2 separate regions of the Mus musculus genome follow, and region 1 is linked to region 2. Evidence: chromatin contacts called from public promoter capture Hi-C data. All regions are on one chromosome and are shown on one strand. The core of a region is the stretch at or near the end of the contact, and the rest is flanking DNA. Distances in the headings are between cores, read along the strand shown.

What was found. Promoter capture Hi-C pulls out the DNA fragments that hold promoters and counts their contacts.
Region 1: a contact with region 2 is called in a promoter capture Hi-C map of pre-B cells, with 2.7 times the contacts expected there. The contact joins the promoter of Eef1d here to the promoter of Them6 in region 2. A contact is called at or near these places in 2 of 39 promoter capture datasets (hippocampal neurons and pre-B cells), 1 of 484 Hi-C or Micro-C datasets (embryonic stem cells) and 2 of 115 datasets of contacts at active chromatin or transcription factors (astrocytes and pancreatic cancer cells).

Annotation. Positions count from the first base shown.
Region 1 is chr15:75,908,065-75,914,333 of GRCm38.p6, forward strand. It overlaps Eef1d (eukaryotic translation elongation factor 1 delta (guanine nucleotide exchange protein)), which reads right to left and starts at 1,280. Exons shown (of 10, transcript NM_029663.2): 1 at 1,181-1,280. Tigd5 (tigger transposable element derived 5) reads left to right here and starts at 1,671. Exons shown (of 1, transcript NM_178646.4): 1 at 1,671-6,269. The coding sequence starts at 1,727. The coding sequence ends at 3,655.
Region 2 is chr15:74,717,728-74,724,047 of GRCm38.p6, forward strand. It overlaps Them6 (thioesterase superfamily member 6), which reads left to right and starts at 3,507. Exons shown (of 2, transcript NM_198607.1): 1 at 3,507-4,080; 2 at 5,733-6,320. The coding sequence starts at 3,568. The coding sequence ends at 5,843.

The DNA of each region.
Region 1 (6,269 bases), core at 30-2,529, 1.2 Mb after region 2:
CCAGCACCCGGATTTCACATGTTTCAATGACTCCAACATTCAATAGGCACACAGCATCTTAGACCCCTGGCTCAGAAGAAATGTTTAATGCCAGCATCTCCTACCTGCATCCCCCAAGTGTCACTCTTGCTATCAAGCCCTCTCAAGCACTTTTGCCTCATCTGTACTATGCCACGGAGCCTCACCTATCCAAAAGATAAGCCCGGAGGACGACCCTGCAGCAGCCTTCTCCTGAGAGGGCAGAAAGCCATGCAGAGCAAATCCCAGGCAACCAAGTCTAAATGGCTCCCTCTGCCAACTCTCCAACTGTTTGCTGAGTTCTCCTCCCACAGTCCGAGAGAAGGTTCATGATGTACTGGCCATCACAGAGCCTGGGAAGGGGACTCCTTGTCCCTTTGACTTCTTCCTCTTGACTCTGTTGCCCCACGGGATTGGCTTAGGGGGCACTCGGTAGTCCTGTCACATCCATCCTTTGCTTCATCCATGAGAATCCGCCTGAGATAAGACCCAGTTATCCATCCCCGAGTGACAGGGCCAATTCAGAAGCATCCTTGGGAGTAGCATCCCAACATTATAGCTTCACCAAGTTCTTTTTGCTGCAGGGTAGCCGTTCACTCTAGAAAACCATGATGCCCGGAGAGAGTGCTCATGTATTAGAAAAGGGGCGACCGTACCCTTCAACGCCCCTTTCCAAAGAAAGCTGCCCAGATCACCTTATTCAAATCAGTAAGTAGAGCTAGTCCTGTTACTTTTGAGCAAATCGACACCACCACGCCCTTTTTTCTACCCTGTGTTCGTGGACCGTACGAGTTCCACCAGTCAGCACCCGAAGCAACCTCCCTCTATGCCTAGAGTTAGGTACGCCCTTGGTGCTTAACCGCAAAGACCTAGGGCGTTAGCAAGAGCTGGGCCCCCAAAATTCCGGAGCCAGCCCGACCGCAGGCAACCGTGTCACTCAAGGCCGTGCCGTGCTGGGATGTGCGGAGCCACCGCGCAGCCAGCCTGAAGCAGCGCTCCGGAATCTGGCAACCATGTGGCCAGCGGCCCGCCTCCACACAGGCCCAGACGCCCGCCCGCAGCCCGCACTGTCCCACGGGAGGCAACCCTAACGGCGCGGGGCCCGGGCACTCCAGGCCTCCGCCGCACGTGCGCTCCTTGAGGCGGGGCCCCCGGTACTCACACGCCAGCCAAGGACGCAGCAACCAAAACCTGGAACTGCGAGCTCAGGACTGCAAAGGAGAGGGAGGGCGCCCGCGCAGCTCCCGGAAAACGCAGCGGCATAGACCACGAAAGGCACGGCGGGGGGTCCAACCCTGGGCACGCGCTGTCTTGCCCTCAGAGCGTGCATCACGATGCATGCAGGAACCACCATGGTAGAAGCAAAGGAAGAGCTACCTTGAGAGCCGCGCTTCACCTCAAGAGTTGTCGCTAGGAGCGGAGAACCGGATCTCCCAACACGCCGAACCCCTCCTCAGCTCGAAGAGTGGATCCGTCCGACGAGGGCGGGACGTAATGAAGCTGATGTGCGCACGCGCTAGTGACGCGCCCAAGGCCAGACTGTGCGCAGGCGCCACGAGGCGAAGTGGGCGGGCCTTGCGGGCCGGGGCAGGCAAGGCTGGCGAGACAAAAGGGAGGGACCCGGGCAGCCCCGCCCCCGAGCCCCGCCCCGAGCGGCCCGCGCGGGGTGTCAGGCTCGCTTTCCCGGGTGGTCCCTGGCGCCGACGCCATGTACCCCGCGAGCCCTCCGGCCGGCCCAGCCCTGCACCCGGTCCCGCATCGCGCTCGTCTTCCCCAGCCACGGTGCCTTGCTGAGCCGCCGCGATCGCCGGCGCCCGGCCCGGGTTCCACGGCGCGCCCGCCGCCGCCCCCAGCGCCCGGGCCGCGGCCCCGGGTGGCCGTGAAGATGACTTTCCGCAAGGCCTACTCAATCAAAGACAAGCTGCAAGCCATCGAGCGCGTCAAGGGCGGTGAGCGGCAGGCCAGCGTGTGCCGCGACTTCGGCGTGCCAGGCGGCACTCTGCGCGGCTGGCTCAAGGACGAGCCCAAGCTGCGCTGGTTTTTGGACCAGCTGGGTGGAGAAGTGGGCACGCAGCGCAAGAAGATGCGTCTGGCCAACGAGGAGGAGATCGACCGCGCCGTCTACTCGTGGTTCCTCACCTTGCGCCAGCACGGTGTGCCGCTATCCGGGCCAGTTATCCAAGCGCAGGCTGAGGCCTTTGCTCGCCAGATCTACGGCCCCGAGTGTACCTTCAAGGCTAGCCACGGCTGGTTCTGGCGCTGGCAGAAGCGCCATGGCATCTCTAGCCAGCGCATCTATGGTGAGGCTGAGTCCCCGGTCGCAGGCCCCGCGCCTGTCAAAGAGGAGCCGGCGCAGTCACCAGGCGCAGTTCTCGTACCTGACGGCGCGCCAGCCACTCTACCCCACTCCGAGGGCGGCTATGGCGACGAGCAGATCTACAATGCTAACGTTACTGGTCTCTATTGGAGGTTACTTCCGGAGCAGGCCTCAACTCCGGGCACTGGGGACTCCAAAGAGCCTGGTGGGTGCAGCCGACGCTGGCGCAGTGACCGAGTGACAGTACTGCTGGCCGCCAACCTGACGGGCAGCCACAAGCTGAAACCACTAGTCATCGGGCAGCTACCGGACCCACCCAGCCTGCGTCACCACAACCAGGACAAGTTCCCGGCCTCCTACCGCTACAGTCCGGATGCCTGGCTCAGTCGCCCGCTTCTTCGGGGCTGGTTCTTCGAGGAATTTGTCCCTGGCGTCAAGCGCTACCTGCGCCGAAGCTGCCTGCAACAGAAGGCTGTGCTGCTGGTGGCCCATCCACCCTGTCCGAGTTGGGCCACTAGCATGCCTCCCCTGGAGGAGAGCGAGGAGACTCCCAGGCAGTGCCAGCCTGAGCTCCTTGGGTCCCCAGAGGAACTTCAAACACCTGATGGTGCAGTTCGAGTGCTCTTCTTATCCAAGGGCACCAGCCGAGCACACATCCCTGCACCGTTGGAGCACGGCGTGGTGGCAGCCTTCAAGCATTTGTACAAACGCGAGCTCCTGCGGCTTGCTGTGTCTTGTGCCAGTGGCTCCCCTCTGGACTTCATGAGAAGCTTCGTTCTCAAGGACATGCTGTACCTGGCTGGCCTCTCTTGGGACTTGGTCCAGGCAGGCAGCATAGAGCGCTGCTGGCTGCTGGGTCTGCGAGCAGCCTTTGAGCCTGGGCAGCAGCCAGCTCACCAGGTAGAGGAGACTGCCGAACACAGCAGGGTGCTCAGTGACCTCACACATCTGGCAGCTCTGGCTTACAAGCGCCTGGCACCTGAAGAGGTGGCCCAGTGGCTACACCTGGATGATGATGGAGGCCTTCCGGAAGGCTGCAGAGAAGAGGTGGCCCCCGCTGCTCCTCCATCCCCAGCTAGCCTGCCCTCTAGCATCGGGGCTGGAGAGGAGGAGGAGGAGGCCACCGAACAAGGAGGAGTGTTGGTACCTACTGCTGGGGAAGCTGTCTGGGGACTAGAGACAGCTCTGAGGTGGCTAGAGAGCCAGGATCCCAGAGAAGTGGGGCCGCTGAGGCTTGTGCAGCTACGTTCTCTCATTACCATGGCACGGAGGCTTGGGGGTATTGGGCCCTCAGCTGTAACTTCTGATGATGGTGTGTGACTACCTTGGCCCAGTGGTCTTTTTCCTGCCTCACTGGGAGAGAGGGGGCACATACAGTCTGCCATCTTCCACCTTTTCTCCCCGGTAGTCCACTGTATGGGTCCGGGGATGCAAGCCCAGCCCAGTTTGGAGGAGTTCTATAAGTAAAGGATGTACTGCCCCAATCCACAGGGTCTGGGGAAGTGGCTATGTTCTTCCCTGGGTAGGCACATGTGGGCACATAAGCACAGCCCCTACTGGAGAACAGTTGACTGTACTTCCACTCTGGCCCCTATGGGGCTCACACACACACACACACACCTACCTGCCTCCGAGTGCACTGCCTGAGGCTGCTGCTGTTTCATCTGCTTCCCTGGTGCTACCTGGTCTCATCTCAGTGGGGAAGCATTTGGTTCTTGGTTTTGTTTTAAAAACATTAAACCTGTTTGGAAAGATGCTCTTCCTGGGGAACCCATGAGTGCTGACTGACAGGGTGAGGTGGTCTCTGGGGCTCTCTTGCCCTTGCTCTGATAACTCAGGTCCTTATGGTGCTGGATCAAAGCCCAGGCTAGGCTCCATCCAGTCCCTGGTGAGCCCGGTGCCTGGTGAGGTTTTGGATGCAGCAGAGAGTATAGCAAATTCTGTTCTACTTGGATTTTTAGTCCCTCCCACTCCCCAGCCCCCTTTAAGTACTCCATTCTGGATAGGTCTTCTATTCATGAGGTTAGCAAGTGTTTGGATCAATGGGCAGGACAAACCACAAAGCACTTTGTTTAGCTCCAGGGCAGTCTGATCTACCTGGAAACATGCCCTAGCCTTTGCAACCATCTGGGAACTCTGCAGTGCCTTAGAGTCAACCTCTAGCCCCATGGGCTCTTCCTGCACCAGCCTTCTCCAGGAACTATGGCTGGATAGCCCAGGTTGAAGGAGAAAAGGCTCAAAGGAATGTCCACATTTTGTATCTGCTGCTCTGCCCAGCTGTGGATTCAGATGACTGCTGGCCGTCTGGAGCTAAGGCACCTGCGTCTTAAGGAGGGGCACTGTGTCTTTGCAGGAATTCCATCCAGAGCCTTTGTCCCGGTCCTCCTTGTCTTTATGTCTCCTACTCTGAGCCTTGCAAACATGAAGTGGAGAAGGGATGTAACAGCTTGGCAATGGGCAAAGCCTTGAGTGACGTATCCAAAAGTGATTTCCACCTAGGCCCAAGAATATAGTTCCTTGGAGCCACGACTACATCCCAGTCAAAAATCTGCATAAATATCAAAAGCTGAGGGAAAGCATAGAGCAACAGAACTGGAGCTCAGGTAGCAGGCTCCATCTATGCACACTAAGGACCATCTGACCACCTAAGTACCCAGCCTCCCCAAAGATGACCTAGAAAACCTTGGGCAATCGTGGCTGGTGGGGGTCTCCAGCACTAGCTACTTGGCTGGGTTTTCAAAAGTCTAATGTGTTTATACCAGCAGCCTCCATATCAGCCAGATACCCAGGTTAGGAACTACCATCCAGCTTTGACAGACCTGCTTTCAAATCTGCAGAGAGCCAGATCTGGGCCTTGGAGGTACACTCAAGGCTGGGTAGCTTCTAGTAGCTGCTCTTCAGCCTAGGTTACATGTACTGTTCTTTTGAAGAGGTTCCGATCTGGCCTGGGCTCAGGTAGACTGGAGTTGGCAGAGACTAGGGCTCAGGAGTAAGACCCCTCTCACCAGCCTCTCTAAAAGCCCCTTTTACTTGGGCCCAGGAGGTTATGACCTCATATTGCTGCTGCCTTATAAACAAGCAAGTACGGCCTGGCTGAGTGACAGGGTTCCTGTCAGGTTTGTGTTCGTGTACTACCATTAACGGGGCTAGGGAGATGCCCATGAGGCTCAAAGGTGTCATCTCAGGCTAGGGATGTAGTGCAGTGGTAGGATGTCTGCCTAGGATGCCAAAGGCCCTAGGTTCAAACAACTGCACTGTAAAAAGAAGAGAAAAGTACACTTAGAAACATTCTGGTGTTCTTTACATGCTCTAGGCGGGGGTTCAGATAGCTGCGTCCTGGTTGTGGAGGAGGCTACTTTGCCCAGGTTGTCCAGCAGGGAGTCCTATAGCTCTGAGGCTTACAGTGCCGAACAGCCCAGTGCACAGAGGCCTCAGCCCCCATGGCAGTTCACCTTTCTGTACTCAGTATCTGATGGAGCTTCACAGGGCTCATGGCCCCCCCAGGAGAGAACCTTACACTCTCACTGTATATGTATTTATGTATGTATGTATATATATATATATATATATATATATATATATATATACACTCACCCATTGGTGGTGTACCGCGCTCCCTGTGGGCAGGCACTGAGCTGCATGAACTAATGAGGTTGAAACTGTAGTTCCCTTCTTCAGCAGCCATTGCCACCTGCTGTGTACCAGGCCTCACTCAGGAATCCCAGTTCACTTGCCCCCAGAGCTCGGCCTGTTCCCCAAAGTGTGGTGATCCTTTGGCTTGGGAAGTACAGGCAGCCTTTTCTGCTAGGTTCTACCTTGGATTCATAAACAGACTGTCTGGAGAAAGCACCCAGCCCAGAAAGATGGGGAGTGTGGGTTTGTTGGTGCCACCAGCAGTGGGACACTGAGCCCTTTACACTACCTAGTTAGGATT
Region 2 (6,320 bases), core at 2,257-4,756:
TCTGAATTTGAGGCCTGGTCTACAGAGTGAGTTCCAGGACAGCCAGGGCTACACAGAGAAACCCTGTCTCATAAATCAAAAACAAAAACAAAAACAAGAAGAAGCAGGGAGGCAGCTACTCACACCCACCCCACCCCACTCCACCAGCCCACACTCCTGAACTCTTTCTGCTGGGTCTGTCTGTGCACTTAGAAGCTTGGGAAGGACTGGCTACAGGAGAACATGCCCACCCTTCTCATCCCTGGGAAAACCTCTTTGAAAGAAACCTGGGAATACCCTGCGGATCCTGGGTGTGAACCTGCATGAGGACCCTATTTTCACAGCTGACCCCCACCCCCATCAGTGTTGAGAGAGCATGAGGAAGTCAATATGTGTCTTCCCGCCTCCCTCCTGCCTAGTGCACTGCGGGCTTTTTCCAGGTGAGGCCAGTTACTAGGGCCTTTGACCCCTCTCTCAGGAATCACAGGCACTTAAAGCTTTAAATTCCAGAACAGTGAGTAACAGCACAAACTGTGGGCTTTGGGTGCCCGAGAGGAGGAGGCACAGGAGACACAGAGGGTCACTGAAGGGCCCAGTTATGTATTAAGCCAGGGGTCAGAACCCGAGCTCCAGAGTCTAGTGGTAGCAGTAGGATCCCAGTAACCAGTAGCACAGGAGTCATGCTGAGGGTGAGCCTGGCCATAGGCTCCAGGGCTCTCAGATGCCCTCAGCCTTTGTGTATGACCATAAGTAGGAGGCCTCCCTCTCAACCCTAGGGAGAAGTGAGCATAGACAGGTGGTATGGCTTTTCTAGGCTGTTATCTGAATGACCCAGAGTGCCAACTTCAGCCTTTCCCTCCAGCCCTCCCCCAAAAGCTGCCTCCTTCCTCACCCACAAACAAGCCTAGCTTGCCAGGAGCAGAGTCCAGGTTCTGGGAGGCCCTGTGTCTTCAGGAGGACACTGAAGATCTAGGGGTCTTCCAGCAGAATGTCACATCTCCTAGGAACATGATGCAGGACCTGGGTCCAACAGCAGTCGTGGTGTGTGTGTGTGTGTGTGTGTGTGTGTGTGTGTGTGTGTGTGCGCGCGCACGCACATGCATGCTCCGGGTGGTATTTCTGGTGGTACATCTAGTGAACCTTCTGGTTCAGGCTTGCTGCCTTCTCTGGGGATAGTGGATGACAAGACACAGTTTGCAGGACCCTGCCCCACTCCAGCTGCTCGGCAGTGATGGGGCATCTGCCTGGTTCCAAGCGCTGCTCCTGACATACCACATCCAGCAGTCACCGAGGCTTCGCTGGGTTCTCCTCAACACTCCTGCACACCCTAGACCCACCCCACGAAAGGAGTCTGCAGGACAGCAGACTCAGATAAATATGAAAAATATGGGAGTATTCAGTTTCTTAACACAAGAGCTGGGAGAACAAAGGAAAGAGGATACCAGAGGCTGGCACGGAATGGCCATCCTTTTGTGGTAGACTCAGCCCACCAGGGACCACACTTCAGCTGCCCCTTAGCCAAGACTCTCTCTCCCTGTGGTTTGTGCCCACAAGGTGCTGCAGGCCAAGAGTGCCCCAGAGCAGAGAGACTGAGATGAGACCCTTCACCCCCTATCCTGGAGACTTCCTTGCAATGAGTTATTAAAGTTAGAATGAGGGAAGTAGCAGAAGGTGCTCTGAGAAGTAACGAGCCCCTGGATCCCAAGATCAAGTCTATGCCCTGGAATGGGTTTCTAACTCCCTCATAGTTTCAGTCACCAGTGTAGTGCCACTCATCTAGAGGGGCGGAGCTATGGAAGGATGGGGCGGGACCAGAATTTGGAGGGGCGGGGTTTAGGACCTGTCATCCTACTAGACCCCACCCTCCCACCCTAGCCATCCTGTGCCTTGTGTTCTCCCTGGTAGCTAAAATGAATTGCCCACCTGCCTCGAGGGCAAACACAGGAGCCCTCAAAGAGCCAAAGGTCCCTGAGCAAAGTTTCTGCATCCAGCATTCCTATTCATCCAGTGCTGGCAGGGGAAGAGGCATATTGAGCAATCCTTGGCACGGTATTGCCTTCTGCAGACACCGTGGTCGGTTAGAACAACCAGACCAGGCAGTCAGGGTTCGGCTATGAGATAGACATGCATTATATACACGTGAACCTTCAGCGAGGTGTGCTCAGGTCCCTGGGAGAGGACTCTGGCAATGTGACACAGGCTGGGGTACAGGAGAGGAAAATGAGAGCAAAGTGGACAGTGTGTAGAAGTGACGAGAGCAGCCAACAGAAAGGCTGGGAATGAAGGATGGTGACAGGAACAGAGGGGAGCCTGGAGGTGGGTGCTCATTCACATTCTTTCCTGTTTCAAAGGCCTGGCTACCAGTGGGCAGATCTCTCCCCTGGAGGCAAGAGACAGGGTGGACAGTAGGTGACAGAAAACCCATTATCTGAGCAATGAACTTAGAGAGCCTTACTTAGTCTCTTCCTTCTGAGGATCTGTCCCTCCCCAAGCTAGAGTACAGACCAGGACAAAGTGGGTGTTGTAAGTGTAACCAGTATGCGGGGAAGGTTCTTCTTCCGGTCCTTTGAAGCTACCCTAATAGGCAGTGAATTCCTTGTCTCTCCAGAGACCCCAGGCACTCGCTTTGCCAAAGCTCCTAGCTTCAGAAGTAAAACTGAAAAAGACCTGTGCTCTGGTCAGTGACTACAGCGGACCCACCCAGCTCAGCATGGGACAGTGGAGTGATGCTGACCAGGGTATCTGGAAGGCCATCAGCCCATCCATCCCTGGGCTCCCTACCAGTCACTTGCATACAGGATTGTTACAGAGTCCTGGAGAGGAGAGACAGCCTGACCTTGGGACCTACCCCTATGCCAAAGAAAAGGGACTGACATTCCACAAACCACGGTCTGCACCTTTAGCCCGGTTGATAATGTCATTTACATTCATCACACCCCTCTCCATGCCCCACCTCTCCTCCATCTTGCATTAAAAGAGATAAAGGGTAGGAATTATTGGGGTGTACTTGGGATAATCAAGATTTTTGGCGGGCGGGGACAAGTAACGTGCATGCAGACTGAGACTGAAAGACACCCGGAAGACCATGAACGTCCCAGGGGCCGTGCAGAAATGGGATGTCTGGATAGGCTCTCAGCATCCTTGGAGATGCATTGTTTGTTTTCCTGGCAAAGTTCCCCAGCTGCTCCGCAGAAGTTCTGGAATTCTTTGGCTATGCTCATCTGAGCTACTGACTGGATCACTAGCGGGAGCAGGCTTCCTTGTCACTCTTGCACCTGCAGGGCCGAGCGCCGTAGCCAGGTGGCGCTGTACTGCTCGGAGCGTCCCGCCGTGACCCGCCCCGCCCCGAGAAAAGCGAAAGCCGCTAACGCAGAGGACCCAGACTAGGCCATCGAGGACGCGCGCAGGGGGGAACCAGTATCTGTGCGAGCTACTCCAGCTCACGGCGCCGCTGCCTCTGGAGTACTCCCCCTCGGACTGCTGGAAGAGTTGGTGCGCTCCAGTCCTCGGAGCTCCCAGGCTTCAGGGCCGGCCGGCAGCAGGCAACCTGCGCAGCGGGCTCCTGGACACCAGGTGCCCGCTGCCAAGATGCTGGAGCTGTTGGTGGCGTCGTTATCCCTGGCGCTCGCCTTCTTTGCGCTGCTGGACGGCTGGTACCTGGTGCGCGTGCCGTGTGCTGTTCTGCGCGCACGCTTGCTGCAGCCGCGGGTCCGCGACTTATTGGCGGAGCAGCGGTATGCCGGCCGGGTGCTGCCATCGGACCTGGACCTGCTGCTACACATGAACAACGCGCGCTACCTGCGCGAGGCGGATGTGGCGCGCGCTGCGCACCTGACCCGCTGCGGTGTGCTGGGGGCGCTGCGCGACCTGAACGCGCACACGGTGCTGGCCGCCTCGTGCGCGCGCTATCGCCGCTCGCTGCGCCTGTTTGAGCCGTTCGAGGTACACACGCGACTGCAAGGCTGGGACGACCGCGCCTTCTACCTGGAGGCGCGTTTTGTCAGCCTTCGCGATGGTTTCGTGTGCGCCTTGCTGCGTTTCCGACAGCACGTGCTGGGCACCTCGCCGGATCGAGTAGTACAGCACTTGTGCAAACGGAGGGTGAGCAGCCCCACCCCGATGCCCCGGCCCTGTTTGGCTCTCAGCCCTCTCCCGCGAGAAAAACCCCTTTGAAGTTCTGGGACTGTTCCAATGTCGGAACACTTTTGCACGTTTCCTCTGTGTCCAAGGAGTTGCCCTTCTTGGGGTCCCCATCATCTATGAACCAAGGCTTTTCCGTTCAGGCCTAGCCAGTTTTGAATTTACTCCCAAGCACAGAGTTTCTCCTCTCTCCCTCTCTTCTAGAACTGAGATGCTCAGAGTAGGTATCTCAGCTAGGAGTCTGAGTCCTAGTTCTGTGTGTTCTACAGTGCTGAGTCACCCTCTGTGGTCTTTGGTTTTGAGTATGGGATAAAAGGATGTCAGTTAGAAGCAGTTGCTGGGAATTCTAGTGGACTCGAGGCCCTCTTTGGCGCAGCTTGCAGCAGAGAGGACTGGGGGTTGGATTGACCCCAGGGGACCACAAGCCTTGAGTCTTTCCAAGGTTGGAAGGAGGAGAACCCTGTGCCTGCTGGGACACAAGGCCCCTCCCCAGGGTCCACTCCTCTAGCACGGTGGCAGAGCTAGCTACTGCAGTATAGCAACTGTGACCTTGGAGACAGCCAGAGTAGTGATGGTTGCCAAGGCAGGCTCCTGAAGAGTACCAGGGCATGCCCCACCCTATTGTTCCCGCCTGTCTTGGACAAGTGCCTCCTCTTAGAGTATAGGAATGACCTTACATCAGTGCTGAGGGGCTATATCTGAAGGGAAACACGGGCTCGAGAAGTCCTCCCAGCAATTGGTGGCAGAGAAGGCTCTCCCTCGCTTTCTCTCTTTATCTAGTCATGAGTTCCCATGGGCTGTTTGGTACTGGTTGATAAAGTGCCTGTAAGGGGTGAGGGGACTGGAGGTGCAGCCCCAGCTAGCAGTAACAGCTTGGAGGAGGCGAACTGAAGCACCCTGGCAACTCAGCTCAGCTGGAGGCCAGGGGGGTTGGCTGGGAGTTTCCATGGTTACTTGGGTCCCAGGCAGAGGCAGATATGGTACAAGACAGGCCAAGTCTGGGGTAGGGTTCTGTAAGCTGAGGAACTGTTCTGAGGCCAGGTGCCAGGATGGGGTGTCTCTGACAGTAAAGTGTGCCCAGATAGAGCCTAGACTATAGGTCAGTCATTCCTGGCTGCCGTGTAGCACTTGCTGTGAGAAGAGAGCACCTTATCGAGCCTCTTCCCTCACCCTCAGTCCTCAGAACCTATCTGCAAGGACTCCGGGGCAGCAGCTTTGTCAGGTAGTCTCCTGCAGGAGCACCTCCCCACATCCTGCTCTTCTCTAGGCAGCTGGTGGTGGTCAGTCACCCAGCCAACCTCATAGGCTTTTGCCTGATTCTGGGGACAGACACTTGAAGCGTGGTCCCGCTGGTGAGGGCCTGGCAGAAGTAGATGGGCTAGAAAGAGCTAGGAAGGAGAAAATAGGTTAGAAGGGCTTGGGAGAGCACTGGGTCAGATGTCATTAATTTGGGTGTGGTTCCTGCAAGGTCACAGAGTAGGGGATGCGATAAAGCAGGAGGTCCAGAGGCAGAAGGGCAGCAGCCTGGCTGCTTGCCCCTTTTCTGTGCCTTCTGCTTAGCGCTCACAGTGGCACCGGGCTCTCTGAAACCTCAACTTCCTGTCTCCCTGCAGGTGGAGCCCCCTGAGCTGCCAGAAGACTTGAAACATTGGATCTCCTACAATGAGACCAGCAGCCAGCTGCTCCGTGCTGAGAGCGGCCTCAGTGACAGAAAGGACCAGTGACTGCCACATCTGCATCCTCCCTGCCCCGCCTGTCAGCCAGTCCGTTCCATGGGAATGGGCTGCCTGGGGTGGGTGCACTCCTAACCAGAATGGCCTCAGACAAGCCTGGCTTCTTTTACCCGCTTGACACTCCCCTGTGCTTGCCTCATTTTTGGGCAGCTGGTGGGGTGGATGTTGTTGTCCTGGCCCGGCTCTGCCTCCTGGGTCCCCATAGCGAGACTGTTCTAGTGTGCCCAGATGCACAGGGTCCTGGAGCACAAGGGCCAGCAGAACCCAAAGTCAGGGCTGCTTGTGGCCAAGCAGGCCAGAGTAGTCATGGGTGTGGCTGGGGCCTGCAGCTTACTCAGGGACAGTGGGCCATCTGGAGGGTCACCTCATAGCAGGGAAGCAAGACCAGAACCAACCCAAGGGCCCCCGAGAACACAGAAGGGCAAGTGGGTGCTGGTCATTGGCTAAGATTCTGGTGATACCCACCAC